Regions from separate parts of the Mus musculus genome. Here region 1 is linked to region 2. The links are chromatin contacts, called in public HiCAR-type maps. All regions are on one chromosome and are shown on one strand. Each heading gives the region's core, a stretch centred on a gene start, on an enhancer-like site or on the middle of the called end of the contact. The rest is flanking DNA. Distances are from core to core; before and after follow the strand shown.

What was found. HiCAR-type assays count read pairs that join an accessible place to other places.
Region 1: a contact with region 2 is called in a HiCAR-type map of astrocytes, with 2.1 times the contacts expected there. The contact joins two enhancer-like sites. A contact is called at or near these places in 1 of 15 datasets of contacts at CTCF or cohesin (the NIH/3T3 cell line), 3 of 484 Hi-C or Micro-C datasets (cerebellar granule neurons, embryonic stem cells and nephron progenitors), 5 of 115 datasets of contacts at active chromatin or transcription factors (astrocytes, double positive thymocytes, embryonic midbrain and 2 more) and 1 of 9 other capture datasets (embryonic stem cells).

The regions. Positions count from the first base shown.
Region 1 is chr9:41,271,175-41,275,490 of GRCm38.p6, reverse strand. No RefSeq gene overlaps it. Among named protein-coding and RNA genes, the nearest start is that of Gm25401, 66 kb to the left of the region's middle. Within about 2 kb of position 2,195, at least 110 of the 459 cell types and tissues checked have an H3K27ac peak or open chromatin away from gene starts, as enhancers often do. A contact at or near this core is called in astrocytes and forebrain, where this site is marked.
Region 2 is chr9:41,445,249-41,449,781 of GRCm38.p6, reverse strand. All of the region lies in intron 3 of Mir100hg (Mir100 Mirlet7a-2 Mir125b-1 cluster host gene), which reads right to left. Among named protein-coding and RNA genes, the nearest start is that of Mir100hg, 71 kb to the right of the region's middle. Within about 2 kb of position 2,486, at least 118 of the 459 cell types and tissues checked have an H3K27ac peak or open chromatin away from gene starts, as enhancers often do. A contact at or near this core is called in astrocytes and forebrain, where this site is marked.

The sequences.
Region 1 (4,316 bases), core at 946-3,445, 170 kb after region 2:
CCACAGAGTTCTCCTCAGGTGCAGTCACCCTTGTTCATTTATATAGTGTCTAAAGTCACCCTGGCACACAGAATCAGCACAGGCCGATGGCCTGCAGAGCCATAGAAAATATGAAAACATGGCTCTTTATAAGAACAAATGCTGGTAAATCATGATGCAGGCAGTCATTTCTGCAGTAATGTTCGTTTTGTTTGAGGGGGCTGGAAAATGGGGAAGAGAAGTAGGTGGGACTCATGTCTATTTAAAAACCAGAAAAGTACCTAGTGTGACCAATACTTGGGAGGTAGAGGCAGAGGCAGGGGGATCAGAATTTTAAAGCAAGTACACACATGCACCCATGCACACGCACACACACAATTAATAAACAAAAACAAAATAGAGAAAGGAAGAAAAAAATCATCAACCTCATAATGCCACCTTTGATCCACCCTAGACATAAAAAAGTCAACCACCTACTTTATCAGTTCAAAGTCGATTAAAAGTTATAATAATTAACACCACCTTCCATAATGTCCCACAATGCACCTCGTGCAGCCAGCTCCCTGACACCCATCTCTTCAGAGGCTTTTTTTGGGGGGGGGGAACTAAGGGGAGGCATGTTGGTTGGTGGATGGAACAGAGATGTAAGCATTAAAAATTACTGAATATGGGTGGCAGTGGGGCACACCTTTAATCCCAGCACTCTGGAGGCAGAGGCAGGAAGATCTCAAAATTCCAGACCAACTACAGAGTGAGTTCCAGGACTGGGCTCCACAGAGAAATCCTTGGGGCTGGAGTGGGAGGGGCGATACTGAATGGAAGTCACGTGGGTAGCAGTGCTCCTTCTACAAAACCACAGCATCATTCCTTTGTTTGTCTTTAAAAGTCGGTTTGTTTGTGTTTCACATATTCATTACAAACTCCTTTAGGGCAAACCTGAATGTATTTTTTGATTGCACTTTTTCACTGGTGGCGACTAACACTGAAACACAAAGGTATCTGTGATAAATGAATGATTGATTGAGCAGATGAATGAATGAATGAATGAATGAATGAATGAATGAATGAATGAATGAATGAATGACGAAAGCCAGGAGATGTGAATTCTCTTACATTGGGAAGAAACCTGTGCAGCACTTCCCAGAGTACCTGTCTCTCAGCCAAGAGCATCTCTCTCCTGTGGACAAGGAACTTGAGGAATCAGCCCTGCCAACTTTCCAGCAGGTGCTTCCATGATCTGAAAGGACCAGAGTACTCCATGCCTGGTGTGAGGACTTCACAAGCATTTGCACACACAAGCAGCTCACTAAGTTCGGCTCAGGTGGCTAAAATCCAATTTTTACTCCAGGGACAACTCGCCTACTTAAGTTGACTGAAAGCACCCGGCAAACCACCTACCGAAACCCTCCCCTTTGTCCCTGTCGGTGTGCAGATGATTCGCCAAAGTGTACACACCCCAAATTTATACAGTGTGCCTCAAGATGTCCTTTGTAAGAGGGAGTCGCTGGGAAAACAGCACTTTACAAAAGAGAGCATCAGTCTAGGGGAGGTCCAGCGATGCGGCTGTAGCAGCTCCTGCCACCTCGCAGAGTTCCTAGATAATAGTTCTTTTTTGTCTCCTTCCCTTCTTAAGTCGGTGCAGGGTGGGGTCGGTGGAGGCGAGGGGGATCCAGTCGTTAAAATCTATCTGAGACGCCTACTTGGAGTTCTCTGGGATTTGTGAAAATTTGAGCCTTTCCTAAACAACAAAGAAATCAAGATTCTGGGAAAAGCCCACGCCCCTCTAAGGCTGCTGGTGTGAAATAGAATCGCACCGGGCAATGTTAGCTAGCCATATTACTCTGCGAAGGTGCTCGCAGCTGCAAAGCCTTACAGAAGGAAAGCTGCAGGGCTGGGACCCCACGTCCAGGGGGAGAGCTGGGGCCTCGATGCAGGGGGATGCCCAGACATCGGCCCCGCCCCCATCCCTCCCTCCCTCCCTCCCAGTGGTCATGGCTGAGCAGCCTCGGGTCCGGGTTAAACAAAGAGACTGGTGTGCCTTAGCGGGGTAAAAATCTTTCTTCTCCCTTCGTGCAATAGGTGATATGTAGTAAATTAATAACAGAAAATACCGTAGCCAAAAAATATGGCAGTATTAGAGATCTGGCCCCTTCCTGCTCTTCCATGTCCCTCCCTGACTGCCTTGCAGCTCAGCAACCAGGACCAGACAGCCACCCCCCCCCTCCCTCCTTAGCCATCATTCCCCGCCCCCTTCAAAACTCTTTTATTATCAGTTGAGTCACGTCTCCTGCCAAGCAAAAGGTCATTTCAGGTCATCTTGGAGACGAAAGGACGGGATAATACATTTGAAGGTGCTGGAATTGGCAAGTCCGCGTGTATATATGTATATGTATATATATATATATATATGAGTAAGGGAGAGGGAGAGAGAGAGAGAGAGAGAGAGAGAGAGAGAGAGAGAGAGAGAGAGAGAGAGAGAGAGAGAGAGAGAGAGGTGCCAGCATGCTCAACTCTGCCAGGAAGAGAAGAAATATTTCAAGGCATGACAGGGGCAGCTAGCTGCCCAATCTGTAGCTAATTCCTTATAAAAATAAGAATGTGGTTTATAATTGTGTGCTGCCTGAAGGGTCATTAAAGTTTCTAATTGTTCTCATCCAGTATCTCTTTTCTGGCCATTCATCAGAGAAAGGGTTGCAAAAGTGTTTGTTGTGGAAAGGAAGTGGGGGTGGGGGCCCGTTGTGGGGAGAGGGCAGACTGGGACCTGGAGTAGACTGACTGCGTGGCACTTTCAGGATTTTAGAACCACAAGAGGAAAGCGGACAGCGTGTTTAAGAGTCTCCACAGCACGCACCGGTTGCTTTGTTTTGAGATGAGGAAAGCAAAATTTGCAAATAGTATTTTTCTATGCTGTTTACAAGGACTTTCTCCTCCTCCCCCTTCCTCCTCCTCCCCCTTTCTCTTCCTCCTCCTCCTAAAGAAGATGTCTTCTAACTTTTCTGAGTTGTTAATTCAGTATTATTTCAATAAAGACAATTAGCAGCCTCTGAATTCTCACCAAATACATTTTTTTCCTTCCTTTCCATTCCCACTGCAGTATTTGAATGCCCTGGATTGGCTTCACAGTTTTTTCTAAGAAACAAGAACTACTCTTCTTACTCTTCTTCCTTCCTCCTCTTCCTCTTCCTCTTCCTCTTCCTCTTCCTCTTCCTCTTCCTCCTCCTCCTCCTCCTCCTCCTCCTCCTCCTCCTCCTTCTTCTTCTTCTTCTTCTTCTTCTTCTTCTTCTTCTTCTTCTTCTTCTTCTTCTTCTTCTTCTTCTGTTTTTATTTTAAATAAGACACATGCCAACAGCAATGTGTCCAGGGAGCTAGAGGTTTGGGTAATAAATTATTTGCTCCCACATTCCAAAGTATCTTACATGGAAAGTCCCCATCCACCCTACCTCCCACCAATGGCCTCTATTCCTCCCTGTCTTACTAGCTGTCCTGGTTTGCTTTCTGTTGCTGTAATAAAATACTGACCAAATGCAACTTGGGGAGAAAGGTGGTTCACTTTATCATAAACTATACAATCCATCATGAGGGAACCAGAAGCAGAACCCATAATGAATGCTGCTTAAACTGGCTTGCTTCCAAGATCACCTCCAGCTCCCTATCTTATACCCAGGACCACCTGCCCAAGGGTAGCATGGCCCACAGAGAACTAGCCCCGCCACCACTACCTTCCATCAATTAACAATCAAAAATATATATATTCCCACAGACACATAACCAGCCAATTTGGTGGAGGCAATTCCTCAAGTGAGGTTTCCTCTTCTTGGGTGTCTCAAGTTTGTGACCAAACACACTAGCCAAGTTCCATCTACCATTCCCTATTCAAACCATACCCAAAGATGTTACCTGGAGGAGCTTTTTAGAAACCACCAGTTAAAGGTAGGCTGGTGAGTGACTGGGTCTGTCATAGTAAAAACAAAGAGATAGCATGACCTTTTTGCCTGGACTCAGCCCATCCTGAAGCCTCTCCATGGGAAGTATCTTCTAGCATCCGGGCTCCACATATCTCTCAGTCATCTCCCTCTATGCTTACTCTCCCACTGCAGGAAAAGCACATTGGCTGAAGCTGCACCACCTCACCTGTTGTTGGTGTCACGTGTTTCTGAGAAACGAAATCATTTGTGTCTCTGTTGTAGCTGTTGAGCACAGAAACCTCAGTTTTCTAGATGTTTGAAAAGAACAGGTTACGTCTATAGGAAAGTGATTACTGTGTAGAATGGCAGAAATAGTAAACAACCAGCTGTGGATATGGGGACAAGATTCTTGGCTTTAGCTAAAGTTGGCTG
Region 2 (4,533 bases), core at 1,237-3,736:
TAAACGTGCAGTTATGAAAACATGACTTATACAGGTTAGCTGCTCAGAGCCGGCCCAGGAAACCACGATGCACCTGTTCCTAACTCAGAGGTCAAGTTTCCTAAGAATTCTGGACAAGTTCCAGAGATCATGGGCCAGGAGAAGGTACCCTCTTCTAGGGCAAGAAACTGTGTATATGAAGGATGGTCCTTGCCTTTCCACAGCAAAGTGCTGGAGTGTGTGTGTGTGTGTGTGTGTGTGCATGTGTGTGTTGCCAAGCTATTTTTAATTAAAAAGTGATGACAGCTGAATATATTCCCTGAGTCTGCAGCTAATAACTTCCCGACCTAGGCCTCACTTGTGAGACCCACTCTTGAAACCAGACTGTGTTAGCCCCGTGGGGCTTCTATTATTGGCTAGCCGTCTCAACAGATGCAGGTCTAACCAAATCCATGTCTAATATAAGCATGAGAGTGGGAAGATGAAAGGGAAAAATGTATGTGCTAAATCACCATCCACAGACAGAGAAGTGAACACAGGACACAGGCAGCCGTCTGAAGAGAAAACACCAAAGGTCATTGTCACAGAGGTCCTCAAGGCACCGGCACTAACTCTGTCCAGCCATCATCTACAGTTGTATCATTGATCTATTCATTATTCATATTAGATATATTTGTCTGGCTGCCCTGCCTCATAAGTGTCTCTCTCTCCCCCTCCCCCCTCTCTCTCCTTCTCCTCCTTCTCTTGCTCCCTCCTTCTCCTTGTGCCCCCTCCTACCCTCCTCCTTCTCTTCCTCCTCCTCTTCCTTGTCCTCCTTCTAGACAAGGCTTCATGTATCCCAAGTTTGCTTTCTTTGAAGGTGTTAAACTTCTAGTCTTCCTTCCTCTATCTCCTAAGATCACTGGTGTGAACCACAAAGTCTGGTTTGCCTGGGGCTAGGGATGGAACCCAGGGCTTCCTCCACACTAGATGAGTGTAGACCTAGCTACATCCCTGGGCTCTCCATTGCCCTTAACTTTTGCCTTGCCTCCACAGCTTCTTATTTTATAATTTGCTTGCCTTTTTTTTTTTTTTTTTTGCCCTAAAATACAAAGTCTCATGTCTGGCTTTAGTAGATGTTCAGAATGTTTTCAATCAATTAGCACTACTGTGCCATATGTCTAGCAATGGAATGAAGCTGGGGGAGTTCTAGGATTGGAAGATTTAACAAGATTGTCTGTGGTTTGACTGTCTCGATTTCTTTCTCATTTATCTCCTTCCCCCCTCCCTTCCTCTCTCCCTCCCTTCCTCTCTCCTTCCCTTCCTTCCTTCCTTCTTTCAAATAGTGTTTTATTTGTACAGTCCAGGCTGACCTGGAATTTCAGATCCTTTACCCTAAGCCCCCAAAGTGCTAGGATTACAGGCTTGCACCACAACATCCAGCAAGATTCAGCATTTTTAGTGTAAATGCACAAGGTAAGCCCACAGCTTAGCATTTTACACACAAATGATATTACTTAGAAAGACACGATAGTGTGATTTCCATTGTACAGACTTTTTTCCAAAGGTAGAGAGAAGCTGGGAATTTGCTAACACCCTCTCATTAGCTGCCTTAAATCTAGACCAGTGTGACTCGAGGATCACATGATGCTGCCACGGCATGGCCGAGGTCATTGTTCATCCATTTACTGCAGTGCTGGATTTGAATTCGGGGCTTCATGCATGCTAGGCAAGCTCTCGGTCACTGAACTACACTCCAGCCCTTCATCATATTCACGCCACTGCACCAATAAGAACACAGTTCGTCAAAATTCTAATGGGTGCATACCATAGCCATCCCCAAAGGAAACCCAAATGAGCATTTGAAAAAAGAATCCAGGTTCTCTTAACCCTGGTATTTTTTTTAAGTGGTCTTCACATCTTGCTTTCTTCCTTTCTGTTTCCATTTCATGCTGTTCCCCTCTGCTTTGTAGTCAGGAAGATGGAAAACAGCTGGTACCGTTTCCTAGCAGATAATCCTTCTTGGACTGGGGGAAAAAAATGCCTGTGACATCGTCTCAACTTCCTTCCCTCTGGCAGAAGACATGGCAGCGTGCCTCCTAGAGGGAAGGCTGTCCTCTCTCATAGGCTCCTCTACCCAGACAGGATCACAGCTGTCGGCAGGGAGCACTGGTAAGAACGCCAGCAGGACTGGATAATCCATGGGCAGATGCTCCTGGACCCAAGGATGCACGCTGCAACCAGGCACCAGAGCAAAGAAACTAAGAGTGTTTAAACAGGAATAAACGAGACTGGAAATCATGCGCCCTCCATCGTCTGCCGTCCCCACTGTCCTGCAGATACCTCCTGAGCCCCCGGACAGGGGTTAGGGGATAAAAATGAGGCAGGAAGGTCATGACAGCTGCTAGTTGGGGAAAACCAGGGATTGGCAAGCAGCCTCCTTCTGCTGGCATCAGGGGAACAAGGGAGCTGCCGGGAGAAGCATAAAAACACAGAAGCAGGGAGCCTTTCAAAGGAGAATGTCAAAGGCTTGGAGCCTGGTAGCTGAGGAAAACCTTGCCAAATGTTACAGAGAAAACAGGAAAGCTTTTGAGGCTCTGCATTCTGGGGTCATAGAACAATGAAAAAGGAAGTTTCAGAGGAAAATAACAAGCACTGTCAAGCTCGCTCCAGCCTCACAAAATCCTTCTGCCATTCTTACCGAAAGCAGAGGGAGGAAAAAAAAAAAAAAAAAAAAAAACCCTAACCTCCAGCCAGTGGGCTCAGTCCCATACCACAGCCCCTTCCCTGTGGCATGCTGGGCAGGAAGGGCCATGATGTGGCCTGCTCCCTGGAGACTAGAACAGAACATTTCCAGAACAAAGCCCGTGCAGTTACCTGAAGATCAAAGTTCATTCTTAATAAGGGGACTGTTGGAGGGGGCTGAGAGAGCAATCAATGTTGCCCTGCATTCCATTAAAAAAGGATTATGGGCTGTCTAACCAGGTAGGCAGTGTACTGTGTGAACTGAAATTTGTCCTTTGGAGGGGGTGTGGCAAAACAAAAGCCTGAGGAGACACAAACAACCACTGTTCAGAGCAGCAGGTTAGTGGCATGCTATCTGTGTTTGTGCGTCTGTGCAGGGAGTGTGCAGTATCTTCTGCTGTTGCTAAGATGGTTTCCCCCTTCACCGGCGTCTCACCCAATCAGAAGGTAGCTGCTCCTTATTGGTTGCCTGGTGTTATCGAATGACCATGACGAGCTGGAGTCAAGCCCACCTCATTGGTTTATTCCGATGGCCCATTGTCAGGGGACAGCAAATCAGACACCTAATCAATATTTTGTGAAGTGGCACTAGACTCCTGATGAAATTTGCATTAAATTTCTCCCTGTCTGTGCCTTTGCTCTCAGATAAGCATCATATTAACTTCAGTGATAGAGAGAGAGGCAACCGATCAAACCCTGCCGTCCTTCAGCCATTTTGGACTTATTCCTGAATCTAGGCCGGCATTGTGGAATACTAAATATGGAACGGAGGAATTGGTTACAAGCAAAATGCAGATCTCCCAAGCAGAAACATATTCAACCTGTCTAGAATGGTGATAGCCTTTCCAGATAATAAAATACTGAGTTTCCTCTTTCTTCCCTCCATCCTTCTGTCCCTCCCCTCCTTCATTTGTTTCTTCCAAAAGGATGAGCCAGGTTTGATAGTGACTCTGGATAGACATCATTGTGCCAGATGGGAAATGCCTTCTTGAGGGTGGGGGGTGGGGTGTTCCATAGCAAAGTGGTGTCCCTGAGAGCTAGGGTTCAAAACATTTTAATCTTTCTACCTCTGAACAAATCACTGGAAAGAGACAGAACTTCAGCTCTCCAAATGGGTGCCTTCCTGTGAGAGAACTAGATTCTGAGCCAAGCTTTGGTCTAGTGACCAGTGTTCTCCTGCTTCCTACAAGAATCACTATGAAATATGGGAGCAGGCAGAGTGGCTAGGTGTCTTAAGGAAGAGAAAGGGAGCAAGTATGCCCTGTGTTGCATAAAGAACACAGATACAAACAGGAAAATAAAAATCCCCGGAGCTCGTGTCTCTAGCTGCATATATATCAGAAGATGGTCTAGTCAGCCATCAGTGGAAAGAGAGGCCCATTGGTCGTGCAAACTTTATATGCCTCAGTACAAGGGAACACCAGGGGCAAGAAGTGGGAGTGGGAGGGTGGGGGAGTGGGTGGGGGAGCGTGTGGGGGACTTTTGGGATAGCATTGGAAATGTAAATAAAATAAATACCTAACTAAAAAATTTTGAAAAAAAAAGAAAAACAATGGAAACATTGGTCTTCCTACTATAATCAACATTTCATGTACAAGTTAATTGATAATAGTTATGCCTATGAAAGAAAGTAAACTTGCATTTAAATTTGTAAAAAAAAAAAAATCCCCACGGTCTTCCACCTACCACTGAGAAGCTAAAATGTCTACATGCCTATTTTCAGTTCTCTGTGCCTCCTGCCTGTTGCAACCAGCAGAGTCTGTTTGTCCAACAAACTTCCTCTTCCTTTACCTACCTGATCCCTTCATCATTTCCTCAAAAAATCTCCTG